Regions from separate parts of the Mus musculus genome. Here regions 2, 3 and 4 are each linked to region 1. A link is a contact called in public HiChIP or PLAC-seq and Micro-C data. All regions are on one chromosome and are shown on one strand. The core of a region is the stretch at or near the end of the contact, and the rest is flanking DNA. Distances in the headings are between cores, read along the strand shown.

Region 1 (3,430 bases), core at 186-2,685:
CATTGCGGGCTCCCTCTGGGTGTTTACCTGCTTCGACTATGGCCAGAAGTGGGTAGGAAATAGCATTTTATCGTCCTCTCGTCACTCCTTAAACTCTCATAAACTGCGGGACCACAAAATGTGCTGACCCCCTAAATCCTGAGCTCACCATCCAGATGGATGGAAAATGTAAATCAGGCAGCAAACATCCAACCCAGCTGTTAAATCCAGGAAGCAGCAACAATGTGTCCACCTTACACTTGAAAGAGGATTGTTGGGGGGGGGGGGGGCAAAGAGGGGAAGTCACTACCCAGGACTTGCAAGGTCCCACTTAAAGAGAGGCTGACTCTTAAGACAAGGGAAGGTTTGGGGAAGAGACACCCCCCCCCTTAACCCACCCCCTGCGCACGTCCAAACTGTCTCTCTGTACTCCTTTCCCCGCCTGGCACCTTACAATCCACTTACCCTAACATTAGGTTCCCTGTTCTACAGAGCAGAGGATGGCCCGATGGGTGACCAGGATGGCGTGACCAGGATGGGTGACCAGGATGGCGTCCCTGGTTGTTAGGGGATGAATGGGCCAACTATGCTGAGGACATGACTAACTCTTGTGACCACAGAGGTCTCTGCCCGTTCCTGCCCACCTTCTGACCTTGGTACTCATAAGCCCCATTTATTGCTTTGGTGGCCTATACTGAGGTAATCCTGAACCCCTATGTATTAGAGCCCGTGCAGCCTTCAAGCATAGACATCTCTTCAGAGGTCAAATTTTCTCCTCCAAAGAGGAGAAATGGCGGGCAAATTCGTGATGCCTCTGACAAGTCCTCCACAGTGACAAAATCCTATAGACACCCCAGCAAAATAGCAACTCCGTGCATGGCTGCAATTCCATTTTATAAGTCAGAATGTGTCGTGAGGCTGTGGAATCACATTGCTCAAGCCAGTCTGCTCAACTTGGGCTGGAGAACCGGGAGGAAAAAGCCCAGGCCACAAAGAGTCTAGTACTGCTGGTTTATGGTTACTCGGGGACAGGGACGCAGTGCTGAGACTTAAAGGCTGCTGCACATCGATACGGGCGCAGGCCACGCGGGGCGTGAAACGCGTTCCAGCCCTGATCCGACTGCAAGGCAGCTAGCCCGGCTCCACGCGTGTCCTCGACTTTCGTTGCCTCCTCCTCGCTCTCCCCTCGCTCTCCCTGGGACAGGGTGGCCCGCGCTTGTCTGCTTGCAAGGCAATCACCAGAGCGCGCGCGCAGGGGCTGCTGCCTCGGGGTGGGGGCGCAGCCCGAATTTCCTGCCAGCGAGCGCGTGAGGGGCATTCTCAACGCAGCCAGCCCCAGAAAGTAGTGACCGGCCTCCTCGGATTACTCCGGTTTGGCTCCTCCCTTGCTCCCCCTCCTCCACCTCCAGATTTGCATAAAAAAGGCCAAGAAAACTCTGGCTGGGCCCCAGCCTCTGCTCACTCTGCTCCCCCGGGTCGGAGCCCCCCGGAGCTGCGCGCGGGCTTGCAGTGCCTTGCCCGCGCCGACCTCCCGGCGCCCGGCTTCGCGCGTTCGCGCCGCCCGCTGTCCAGAGCCCCCACGAGCAGAGCGAGGGAGTCCCGGACGAGCTCGAGCTCCGGCCGCCTCTCGCTTCCCCCGCTCGGCTCCCTCCGCCCCCCGGGGGTCGCTAGTCCACGATGCCGCGGGGCCCTGCCTCGCTGCTGCTGCTAGTCCTCGCCTCGCACTGCTGCCTGGGCTCGGCGCGTGGGCTCTTCCTCTTCGGCCAGCCCGACTTCTCCTACAAGCGCAGCAACTGCAAGCCCATCCCCGCCAACCTGCAGCTGTGCCACGGCATCGAGTACCAGAACATGCGGCTGCCCAACCTGCTGGGCCACGAGACCATGAAGGAGGTGCTGGAGCAGGCGGGCGCCTGGATTCCGCTGGTCATGAAGCAGTGCCACCCGGACACCAAGAAGTTCCTGTGCTCGCTCTTCGCCCCTGTCTGTCTCGACGACCTAGATGAGACCATCCAGCCGTGTCACTCGCTCTGCGTGCAGGTGAAGGACCGCTGCGCCCCGGTCATGTCCGCCTTCGGCTTCCCCTGGCCAGACATGCTGGAGTGCGACCGTTTCCCGCAGGACAACGACCTCTGCATCCCCCTCGCTAGTAGCGACCACCTCCTGCCGGCCACAGAGGAAGGTAAGCCTTCCCTATTCGATCCACCCACTCCCAAGAAGCCTGAGGTGCTAGGACCTGGGGAGTGGGGTGGGTGGGGTGGGGGACACCCCGCAGCCACCACTCCACATCCTAGTTTGTCCAGGCTGGAGGTCCCAACCTTGGATATGGCAGCTCTCCTTGCCCTAATCTGTTGCCATACGGAGTTAGAGATATCCACCCATGCGCCAAGATTCCTCCTTGGTTCTAACAGTTCCTCTTAGGTAGTTAAGAAAGCCAAACAAAAGTGGCAAGCCTTTTTTTAAGATTCTTGCTCTGCGTCCCCGCTTCTGAAAGCATTTACCATGATTGGGTCCTAGTGATGAGCACCCAGGCTCAGCCTCTCTCTGCACGTTCTTGTCCCACTGGATAAAAACAAACGATACACGTTGATCACCTTTTGAGATTGTTTTTTTGTCCTTCGCCAATGTAGGTTTGGAGATAAAAAAACGAAGACTGTCTGGGAGCGAGTGGAACCCTGACTATTGGTTTTAACTCCCCAGGTGTTTGGGGGAGAGAGGCTAAAGGCAATCAACAGGACTCATCTCTCTGTCACTATCTGCTTTTATCTTAGGAGTGGTTTTAATTAGCTGGGGAAAAAATCATGCAGAAGAGTTCCCTCAAGTTTTTAGAAAACAGAGGGAAGTTCATAGGCAAAAACCATCAAAGCAATGAAAACCTCATGCACTCTTGATACTTTTCCTGAAAGGAAAAAGTATACAATGTGTCTGAGCTGATTTGGGCCCCGGAGATAGAAAAGGGGGCTTCCTTACCCCTCTCTGGCTGCAGCCGCATCTCCCTTTCAATCGCTAATTTTTTTCCTGCAGACATCATTAGTTAAAGAAAATACAAAGTTGTTTAGCAATCTTTCCTGGCAGGCACCATGAGTCTGCAATCATCTTATTGGTTAGGTTTCTAATTTATTGCAAATGTTTGGCATTTTTCAAACATTTGCCCAACATATACAATAGAATAACCAATACAGGTTGGTAGCATTTCATACACACTCCGAGCCTCCCGATTGGAAGTGTTTCTCTCTGGTTGGGTAGGGCTGGGGTTGTTTTGTGGGGGTTGCCTTTGTTGTTTTTCTTCCTGCCATCAACCCAAATAGACACAGGGTATTCCTCCAGAGTTCACTTTCCTCCTTCAAAATAAGCCTGGACGCCTGCGAAGTTTGCTTGATATTTTCAAAAATCAGATAACTTTTCTTTTATGGGTCACAAGGTTTTTTTTTTTCTTTTTCCCTGTGAAAATTTG
Region 2 (3,428 bases), core at 230-2,729, 320 kb before region 1:
TTCGGTATTCCTCAGGTGAGAATTCTTTGTTCAGCTCTGAGCCCCATTTTTTAATGGGGTTATTTGATTTTCTGAAGTCCACCTTCTTGAGTTCTTTATATATATTGGATATTAGTCCCCTGTCCAATTTGGGATAGGTAAAGATCCTTTCCCAATCTGTTGGTGGCCTTTTTGTCTTATTGACGGTGTCTTTTGCTTTGCAGAAGCTTTGCAATTTTATGAGGTCCCATTTATCGATTCTTGATTTTACAGCACAAGCCATTGCTGTTCTATTCAGGAATTTTCCCCCTGTGCCCATCTCTTCGAGGCTTTTCCCTACTTTCTCCTCTATAAGTTTCAGTGTCTCTGGTTTTATGTGGAGTTCCTTGATCCACTTAGATTTGACCTTAGTACAATGAGATAGAAATGGATCAATTCGCATTCTTCTACATGATAACCACCAGTTATGTTGTGAGTCACGTCAGGGTGGCTTTGAGTTTCAAAAATTCACCTTGTAGAGCAGTGCATGTGGAAGCCTTTGGTACCATCAGTGAACTCCAACACACTAGTGACAGAAAAGAGAGCCATGGTAATAAGAGGTGGGAATCCACCTTCCCACTAATGAAGCAGTCATTTCTTGCTCCCTCTCAATTGTCCCCTACCAGTCAGATGAGACATTGGTTTTCTTTCATACCCACTTGGGACATAATTATATGGTACTGTCAATTTTCCAGAACTTTCTAAGGCACCCTGTTTTCTGCTTTTCCTCTGCTTGGCATGCTGAGAAACACGTCCCCATGTGCTATGTCTATACTGGTCACATTTCTTGTCACTGGGACAAAATACCTAAAACATTGGCTCATGTTCTAAGAGGATACATTGCATCCTGGCAGAGGAGGTAGGATGTAGTTCAAAGTGACCAAGGCTTGTCACCAGGCCTCCTCACAACTTAGTGGTCCAAAAGAAAAATAGGGCTAGCTTGTCTGAAAGCTGATGTATGTTACCCATACTATATGTTACCCATAAGGTTTGCCCCACTACCACCAGATAGATCCCATGTCCTGAAGACCCAGGCCCTTTCAGAATCGTATCACAAGCTTGTTAAGAACAGTTCACATTCAACACATAGCACTGGCATGATATAAAACACTGTAACATCCACTTTAATATATGCGCTTGTGTATTAGTTTCAACTTCAAAAATGTTCCTCCCTCTCCTATTCCTGTGCCTCTCGGTGTGGTCTCTTTTCTCTGCAGCTTCAAGCTCCATCTGCTATGCCCACTTCTAATCTAATGCTTCCAATAAATTCTTCTCTATTGCTAAACCACAGATGAAGCCTTATTCTCTCCTGATTTCTATCCAGTCTCCAATTCCTCCTCTGAATGGGCATCTCTAGAACCTGTTGCTCTTTATACTGTCATTTTCTTCACTGGCCTGCAATTTCTGTAGTACTATGTGGCTTCACTTGCCTAGTTCCCTGACTCATTCACTCTGTGCCTTCATCGCTTCCTATTCGTCTGGCTCTATAGAAAAGGGTGCCCACTTAATGCAGCACTGATGGTGTCTGTCTTTGTACCCCCACTCTTTTCCCCCACATCTCATTCATTCCTGTGATGTTGGACTTCCATACTTGAATTCTAGATACGTGTTGTCAGCTAGACTTGGTCTTGGCAGCGTGTTCTTGGATCATATCTGTTGACACCTAAACCATGTATTTATCATCTTTGCAGAATGATGTACAGATAATGTTTTTGTGCTTACATATTTTCCGTTTTAAGTTACCCAACTGCAGGGGCCATGTATACTTCTTACATTTTAGAAGTGACACTTGTGGCAGCTTTAATGGTGTGTCTCTTCCTCCTTTGACTCACACAAGACATCTAAAGGGCCCGTTTCCTGGCTTTGCTCCCAAGGTTTGCAGTGCCTCCCTGCAGTGCATGAGTCAGCGGCCACAAGTTTGCATTTTGGAAATAGTTTTGGCAGCTGGTAGAATTATCCTGAGGTAGTTGAGGCTGTTATCTCTAAGTGGAGAGAAAGAGTAATCTGAGGGTGAGGTCAGGCAGCATGGAGTCTGTGGAGGGCTAGCAATTAAGCTAAACAACAGCAGCCTGGGAAAGGTTAGAAACCAACATTCTGCTGAAACTGAATGTGAAATGGAGCCAGAAAATTCCTGGGAAACCGCATAAGCCAAGATTCACATTTCATAGATAAGGAGCCCGGAAAGGTTGTTATGAAGTCCAACGTTACATGAATAAGTCAAAGGCAGCGCCAAAGCAACCCTCCTCTGCGCCAATTCCAAGGGCAAGGGCAGGCTCTGTACTGCCCCAGATGCTTAGCAGTGTCTGCACAGGACCAGCATGTTGGTCTTCTCTGCTGGTGTTTTTGACAACACCAAGTCCTTAAAATCACTACTAACCAAAAAAGTAGCAACAAATACTTTAAACACCAACAATGGCAGCAACTTCCAAGGAGCCCAGGGTCTGGTGTCTACGTAGACTGTGTCTTCAACCAGAAGTCTTGGCATTCTAGTTGAAGGACAACCATGTTTAAACCATCTCCTCAGCTTCATAGTCCTGTGACCATTTCCATTATTTCTCTACAGAAGTGTACTTTCAAGGCTATGATTCATGATCCAGTGTTGCCACTGCCTAGAGATATTCTATCTTAGTCCATTGGGATGATTTTGATGAAATACTCTGTGTTGCATAGATGAAGAGAACAGAAACTATTTATTACACTTCTGGAAGTAGAGCAAGACTTAAGGCACCCAAATTAAGTCTTGTGAGAGCAGTTTTCTGTTTCATAAATGATGTCAGTTAACTGTGTTCTCATGTGACAGAACAAAGTATAAATATCACTGAACCTCTCCTTTATTTCACCCCCATTTCTTTCTTGAGATAGTTTTGCTATGTAGGTTAGGTTGGCTTTGAACTCATAATCCCTCTGCCTTGGTCTCCTGAATTCCTAGGTATAGGTCCATGTCATTGCACTTGCTTAGTTCTCATGTTCAAGATCACTAACATCATTCTCAACAATAGCGCTTTTATCTTAATTACCTCCCAACCTATCTCCTAAATTAACCCTTGTAATACAGTTTCAGCATAGATTTTATTCTATGTGATGGACCTCTGGTTTGTCTGCTTCTAAACTCTAAGTGTCATTTGCTCAACCAATTTGAGCCACATGGTCATTTCAGGCTTGTTCCTGGTAGCACCTTGGAGTCCCTCCTGCTAGGATCTCTGAGTACCATGGCCAAACCATTCTACCCCTTCTCACTGATCCCAATGCTTTGCTCAGCTGAAGAAAACACTGCGTTGTCACACTTTGTTGCTGTCACATGGGTCCTAGGTACAGCTCATCATTCTTTAATGCTCAAATCACCCCCTAATTCTTACATGTCATCAAATCAGGAGTTTGAAATTGCCTCCTACATTAGACTCATGACTTTC
Region 3 (2,985 bases), core at 288-2,787, 410 kb after region 1:
ACTGCTGATGTCTGAATAACTGGACACAGGAAGAGCAAAACTGAGGACCAGGAAAAGAAAGGATTCTACATTGTTCATTTTACAAACATCTTTTTTACAGGTGGTAAGGCCAGAGCTTCTAAGAAAATAAAAAAACCAAAACCCCTGGCTTTTCAAAAATACACCTGTAATCCAATCACACCAGAGAGGGGGGTGAAGAAGGGGAATGGCTTGGGACAAATAGTCCCTGTCTGAAAATAAATAAATAAAACTTAAAAATGATAAACAAAAGTATGACATTATCAGAAGGAGGTAGCAGGACCAACTTGAAAGCAAGAGTCTTAGGGCCCATGGCTGAGATGTCTCAGCAGAACATCAGGTCAATCCCACCAGCCTGGCAACTGTGATTCAACCCCTGCGAGCACATAAAGGTGAAAGAGAGAATGCATGCACGCATGCACACACGCATGTACGCACTCACATGCGTGTTTTCCTACACACACACAATAGCATGTGTCACCACACACACTAATAATAAATACATTTTTTTTAAAAGAGCAAGAACCTTATAAAAACTGGGGTTGGAACAGAAACCAAAGAAATGACCTTAAAGAAACCCCAGTGATGTAGATCTTGTTGTGTTTCAGACCCCAGGACAAAAGCTAAGGTGCATATTTAGCGTACCAATGTGGACCTGGCCTCCAGGTTCCCCCAGCATCCCTCAGTCTCTGTTACAGTGCATACCCCGCCCTCTACCCTGAATTTTCCAGCCAAGAGGCTGGGCTGCCCCACCCCCAGAAGCTCCTCCCTATATAATCCAGACATTTAGGTCTCTCTTCTCTCTTCTGTCTCTCATAGAGTGCTCTCTCTCTTTCTCTTCCCCTTCCCCTGTGTCTCCCTCCTCATGGCAATTTTCCTGGCCTCCTTCTTGGGACCAGTGAATGTGCCTGTGAGTGGGCTTCCCAATAAACCTGCCTTTAGATACTTTAATCAGGTTTGGATTGGCTCATTTCACTGGCAAAGAAATAACTTATCAGATCCTTGCATCTGTGAAACTGGCACTGTCCCGATAGTCATAGGGTGGCTGCTGACAAACAGCAGAGGAAAGGCAGCTGGGAGACACCTGAGGAGAGCAAAGGAACACTGATCTGCTGTCCTTGAGGGACAGGCAGGGACAGACATTGCCTGTGGTTCTTCTTCATTTAACCTTTGGCTAAGGACAAAGGCCATTGTGTCTCTAGAAAACTCAGTGTGAAACAGGATATAGAAAAAGAAATGGTATTAGCAAAAAGATTCCATTTGCTTTCTAGAATATACAGCTGGTGCTGGAAGAAAGAAAATAGAGGCGCCCAAAACACCAACATGTTTTTGTACCATACAGAAATAAGGCCACGAGTCTGAGCATCAGCAGAAATGGCAAAGAACCGCACTGGGGCAGGAAGACATTCAGTCAAACTCTACGTTAATCCGATCAGAATCCAGGGCAGGAAGTTCTTTGCTTTTGCAATGAATGAGGGCGTTCTTGGAAGCTGCCAACATTGGGTCACCAGAGCAGTGGGACAAAGCTCACTGCTGAAAGAGGTTCTGCTGTGCATCTGGCCATCGAGGTGCCATCAGCCTCTATCTGTTGGCCCATTTGTAAATAAGACCTCAGGATGGGAGGGACATCAGTCAGCCACACTGCCCGGTTTTAAAACAGGCTAGATAAAACAGGCATAGCTCAGCAAGGCCACTCAGCAGGTAAAAAAACAAAAAAACAAAAAACCTTTACCATTCAAGTACTTGCAAGCTTGAGTTCCTGTCCCAAATCCCCCATAGAGGAAAGAGAACTGTCTCCCAAAGTTGTCCCTGACATTCACATGAACGCCTGCACTCACACAGACACAAATAACACACACGCGCGCACACACACACACACACACACACACCACAGACACACACCACCAAAGACAACAAACTGCCAATTAGTAGTGAAATCTCCTTCGCCACCTACCTCCTCCTCCTCTCCCAACCCTCTCTCTCTTTTCAAGAGCTAAAGACCACACCTCCCCTTGTGCATGCCTGCACTGGACCAGGCCCTCATTCCTAGGAGCACCTTTTGTCTTGTCAGAGATTCCCACTGTTTCTTTCTCCTGAACCCTGTTTGCATCCGTTTATCTTGAAAGACAATTGATGCTAATGACTTTTTCCTGGCAATTGAAATAGATGCTGCTTAACACCGCAAGACAATGTGGATAGAGACAATGTGGATAGACCGTTCAAGTGTTTGTAAGGCAGCTTATCATGAAAATGAAGTAGGGATCCTAGAAGTTGGAAGTTATTTGGGCCCAAGCTTTACCTTCCCAGCTCCTTAGGAAATCTATTTGGTCTACAGACAAGTCTCTCCTGTCTCTACAGTATTCTAAGTGAGTGGTGAGGCTGGAGATGTGTCTTGGCCTTAGAGCACTTTCCTAGCTTGTCCAAGACCTCGGGTTCAATCCTTAGCTACACAGCTTGTATACACACACGTGCAAGCATATATATGTACACAGAATATTGAAAAGTTGTAATGAAGATAAAGTCTTACATAACACTTATGTAAAACAATACATATATTAACAGTACTTATCAAATCACTTCCTATTTTCATCTAAAAGATCCATTTCACAATTACTTGTGTTGGCTACTAACTGATTGACAGAATTTAAGGGAGCTATAAGTATTAGTAATAATTTCTAATGGTAATTAAACTATTAGAATGGTAGTGGAGGTGCACTCATTTAATCCCAGCACTCAGAAGACCCAGGCAGGCAAATCTCTGAGTTGGAGGCCAGCCTGGTCTACAGAGGGAGTTCCAGGATAGCCAGGGTTACAGAGTAGTAACTCTTGTCTTGAAAAGAAAAAAAAGAAAAAAAAAAGAAAAGAAAAGAAAAACAGAAAAAGACAGAAAGGAAGAGAGAGAGAGAGAGAGAGAGAGAGAAGGGAGGGGAGAGGGGAGGGGAGAGAGGAGGGGAGGGAGAGAGGAGG
Region 4 (3,059 bases), core at 105-2,604, 270 kb after region 1:
ATTTGGAGAAATTCCAAGATTATACTCCTTTAAAGTCACTTCTTCATCCCAAAGCTACTTAGGCTAATGGCAAAGTACCACTCACTAACATTTATGAAATCAATATTCCCATTGTGTTCAACCCTCCAGCCACTTGCCATCCACACCACACCCGCCTGCTTAGAGACAGCCGTGGAGACCCAGAAGCGAGTCCTCCGCCCACCCTGGCCCACTAACGAGCCAAGGAAGTCGCCACTAGCCAGGCGCAAGGCTGTGAGACACACAACCCTGCTGAGGTGGCCTGGACACCCACCTTCTGAACTTGGGGCGGCCCTGACTCACACCCTGTCACATGGCGCGGGAGCCAGGCTGAAGAGCCACCGTTGCCAGGTGTTCAGGCTCGGCACGACCGTTTATTTGCCTTGCAAAGTGACCCGAGCGCTCCTGTGCCATTGGGGGGAAGGCCGGCAACCTCCAGGCCTCTCCTCCCTCACACGCCCACACCCGCCCTGTCACCGGTCCTCCTCACCTGAGTGGGCAGCAGGAGTTCCCCTTCTTCTGCCTGCCACAGCTCCACCACGTTCGGCAAGGGCTCAAACGCTGCACGGACACCAAAAAAACACACCGCGTTTGTAATGCACGGCAAAGAAACGCTTCCTGTTTCCTCGCCCGTCCCCTCGTGCCAACCGCCTGCCCCCAAACAAGTCTCCTTCTCCCCTCGCAGGGCAGGCCACCCGAGGGGTGAGCCGAGGATGCAAATACAATGCCCAGCCGGACCCCGGGGTCCAGAAGATGAGGGCGTGCGGGCTTGGTCAAGACCAGGGCATGAGGCCGCCGCACCAAGCACGGCGCGACCCCCAAGCCACCGGGCTGGGGGAAACAAAGCTGCAGGAAGCCGGGCGCGGCGAGGCACCCGCGCGCCACACAAAGCGGGGGATGCGCCCGGGGCGCAGGGGCCCGCGCACAAAGGCTCCGGGGCGTGCGCGGCTAGCGGTCCCTGAGCCCCACGCTGCCCGCTCCTGGCCCGGCCTAGAGTCGCCGAGGGGACGCTGCGGTCGCAGGGCTGCAGCAGCCCGTCTTCCCCAGCCGCCCGAGTCCCCTTCCTCCGCGAACCCTCACAGATTTCAACAGTTCCCTAAAAGAAAGGGGGGGCGGGGCGGCGGGGACAGCCAGCCCCGACGACGGGCTGACCTTGTCCCTGAGCCCCTCCCGGACGGCAGCAGGACAGCAGGACCTGGAAGACGCCCAGCAGAAGGTTCACGGCAGCGGCCGTGCGGCGGTAGGCGCCGGACTGCGGGCGCCGGAGCCCCGCCATGCTGGTGCTCGCCGCGCTCGCTCGCAGCGATCTTGTTCTCTTGTTTGGTGGCGCCGCGGCCGCCAGGCCGCGCCCCGGGCCCGCCCCCGCGCCCTGGCCCCGCCCCGCCTCCGGGCCCGCCCCCCGCTGTTGGGCCCGCCCCCGCAGCTGTTGGACTGCTGCTCAGCGCCGGCGCGCCGCTTGCTCCCGAGCGCGTGTGCTCCGCAGATAGAAGGGGATGGAACGCGGCGGGGAGCGGAGGGACGAAGACAATGCGAACGCTCACAGCGCGCAGCACGTGCCCGAGGGCCCCCAGAAGCTTGACTCTGGGGGCTGGGGCTCGCGGCCCACGGGGAGAGGGTGTTGTCGTGAACTTTCATGAGGTTCTCTTTGTCGATGACACCCGGGCCACGGTGGGGGCACTAACCCCCCGGGGGGAGGGGTCCTGGGAATGAATCGTAGCCCAGCGCTTGGCCTTGAACAGGATATTAGTGGAAATATTGCTGTGGTTGTCAGGAAACGCGAGTGCAGCCGCACAGCTACTGCCTGTTATGCAGCGAGGATATCCGGTGGCTGCGAGGTCTGTAATTTAGAATAAAAAGCTCTCCCAACACCCGAGAGGCTGACCTCAGCGCCGCGTGGCGGTAATGCGCTCAGCGCCCTCTGTGGAGACGGTCCAAATCCTGACAGGTGGGAGAGCTTAGGTTAGACCTTCAAGAGCCCTGCAGATGGACCTGCAGAATCAGACTGCAAAAGTGAGCCAGCCACTTGCTAAACGTAGTTGAAGTGGAGGGCACAGATCGCCTGCCAGTTAACAATATTAATAAGTAGTGTAAGTCATACTTGGAAATTTATTTTCTGCCTCTGTTTTTTTTTTTTTTAAGTTGATTTGCTGTGTGCAGCAAACGTAGCTCGTATGAAACTCAGAGACTGTGAGCTTCAGGAAGTGATGGTGTACACCTGTCTGCTTACATTGATCTTCTGTTTAATTGCTTCTGGAGCCTTCCAGTCTAGACTATGGGAAAAAATGTAGTCTCATAGCAGGTCAGATGTTGGTCAAGGACAATATGAATGATGGATGCTCTCTTCATAATACCATACTGTGAACCTAATCTCTTTGTCTGGATGTAACTCTAAATGAGGTTAAACCACCTGATTTCTTTGCCATACTTAACACTTGATAAAAGCAAATGTCCACATGGAAATGTCATTTTGCTTTGTCCAACTTGAGCAGCTCCAATTATTTCTTACTCCCCCCCCCCCCAGATTGCTTGGGTGCATCCCTGGCAAGGATGTCCTGTCCTATCCCATTGGACCCTTTTTTTCCTCTTCATTTCACTTCTCTGGGTTTCTATTTGCCCCTCGGATACTGAAATTCCCTCACTGCATTCAAGGGTCTCAGAAAATCGATGGTATGTCCCGGCTATCGCATGCAAAGCTCTTGGTTCAGGTCACAGTACCACAAAACCAACACATGTTTCAGCCCACACTAGGTGTTTCAGTTTTTACTATTTATTATGTAAATATTAAATGTTAATTTTAATGTTAATTAATTTTAAACCCATACTAAGAAAACAAGCAAATATTGACAGGTATAATTTAAAAGTCATGATGCAAAACTCCACCGATTTTTAAATTATTTTACCTTTTTACTAATAAAATCTCACATTAAAAAAGTATCACACTCTCAAAGAGAACTACTTAAAAGACTGAGGAATATTACCGTAGGCCATATTTGAGTCTGCTCTCATTTATTCTCCTACCAAAGGTTTTCCAGGGCAGACTG

Evidence for each region. Hi-C and Micro-C count contacts between places; a contact is called where the count stands out from the background. HiChIP or PLAC-seq counts read pairs in DNA pulled down with a chosen protein or histone mark.
Region 2: an H3K27ac HiChIP or PLAC-seq map of vascular smooth muscle cells shows a contact between it and region 1, with 9 times the contacts expected there. The contact joins the enhancer-like site here to the promoter of Sfrp2 in region 1. A contact is called at or near these places in 2 of 39 promoter capture datasets (embryonic stem cells and hippocampal neurons), 5 of 484 Hi-C or Micro-C datasets (the C2C12 cell line, adipose-derived mesenchymal stem cells, myocytes and 2 more), 9 of 115 datasets of contacts at active chromatin or transcription factors (astrocytes, craniofacial prominence, embryonic fibroblasts and 6 more) and 1 of 9 other capture datasets (embryonic stem cells).
Region 3: a contact with region 1 is called in an H3K27ac HiChIP or PLAC-seq map of embryonic stem cells, with 2.8 times the contacts expected there. The contact joins the enhancer-like site here to the promoter of Sfrp2 in region 1. A contact is called at or near these places in 1 of 39 promoter capture datasets (the C10 cell line), 1 of 484 Hi-C or Micro-C datasets (embryonic stem cells), 2 of 115 datasets of contacts at active chromatin or transcription factors (bone marrow-derived macrophages and embryonic stem cells) and 1 of 9 other capture datasets (liver).
Region 4: a Micro-C map of embryonic stem cells shows a contact between it and region 1, with 4 times the contacts expected there. The contact joins the promoter of Tmem131l here to the promoter of Sfrp2 in region 1. A contact is called at or near these places in 3 of 39 promoter capture datasets (embryonic stem cells and stem cell-derived epiblast-like cells) and 3 of 484 Hi-C or Micro-C datasets (all in embryonic stem cells).

The regions. Positions count from the first base shown.
Region 1 is chr3:83,764,886-83,768,315 of GRCm38.p6, forward strand. Sfrp2 (secreted frizzled-related protein 2) reads left to right here and starts at 1,436. Exons shown (of 3, transcript NM_009144.2): 1 at 1,436-2,158. The coding sequence starts at 1,657.
Region 2 is chr3:83,444,337-83,447,764 of GRCm38.p6, forward strand. No RefSeq gene overlaps it. Among named protein-coding and RNA genes, the nearest start is that of 1700028M03Rik, 130 kb to the right of the region's middle. Within about 2 kb of position 1,480, at least 63 of the 459 cell types and tissues checked have an H3K27ac peak or open chromatin away from gene starts, as enhancers often do. A contact at or near this core is called in the C2C12 cell line, adipose-derived mesenchymal stem cells, heart atrium and 3 more, where this site is marked.
Region 3 is chr3:84,179,779-84,182,763 of GRCm38.p6, forward strand. The region is part of intron 6 of Trim2 (tripartite motif-containing 2); the gene reads right to left. Among named protein-coding and RNA genes, the nearest start is that of Mnd1, 25 kb to the left of the region's middle. Within about 2 kb of position 1,538, at least 22 of the 459 cell types and tissues checked have an H3K27ac peak or open chromatin away from gene starts, as enhancers often do. A contact at or near this core is called in embryonic stem cells, where this site is marked.
Region 4 is chr3:84,038,807-84,041,865 of GRCm38.p6, forward strand. Tmem131l (transmembrane 131 like) reads right to left here and starts at 1,355. Exons shown (of 35, transcript NM_172681.4): 1 at 1,171-1,355; 2 at 509-579. The coding sequence starts at 1,294. Gm30352 (a long non-coding RNA gene) reads left to right here and starts at 1,415. Exons shown (of 4, transcript XR_867387.3): 1 at 1,415-2,105; 2 at 3,042-3,059.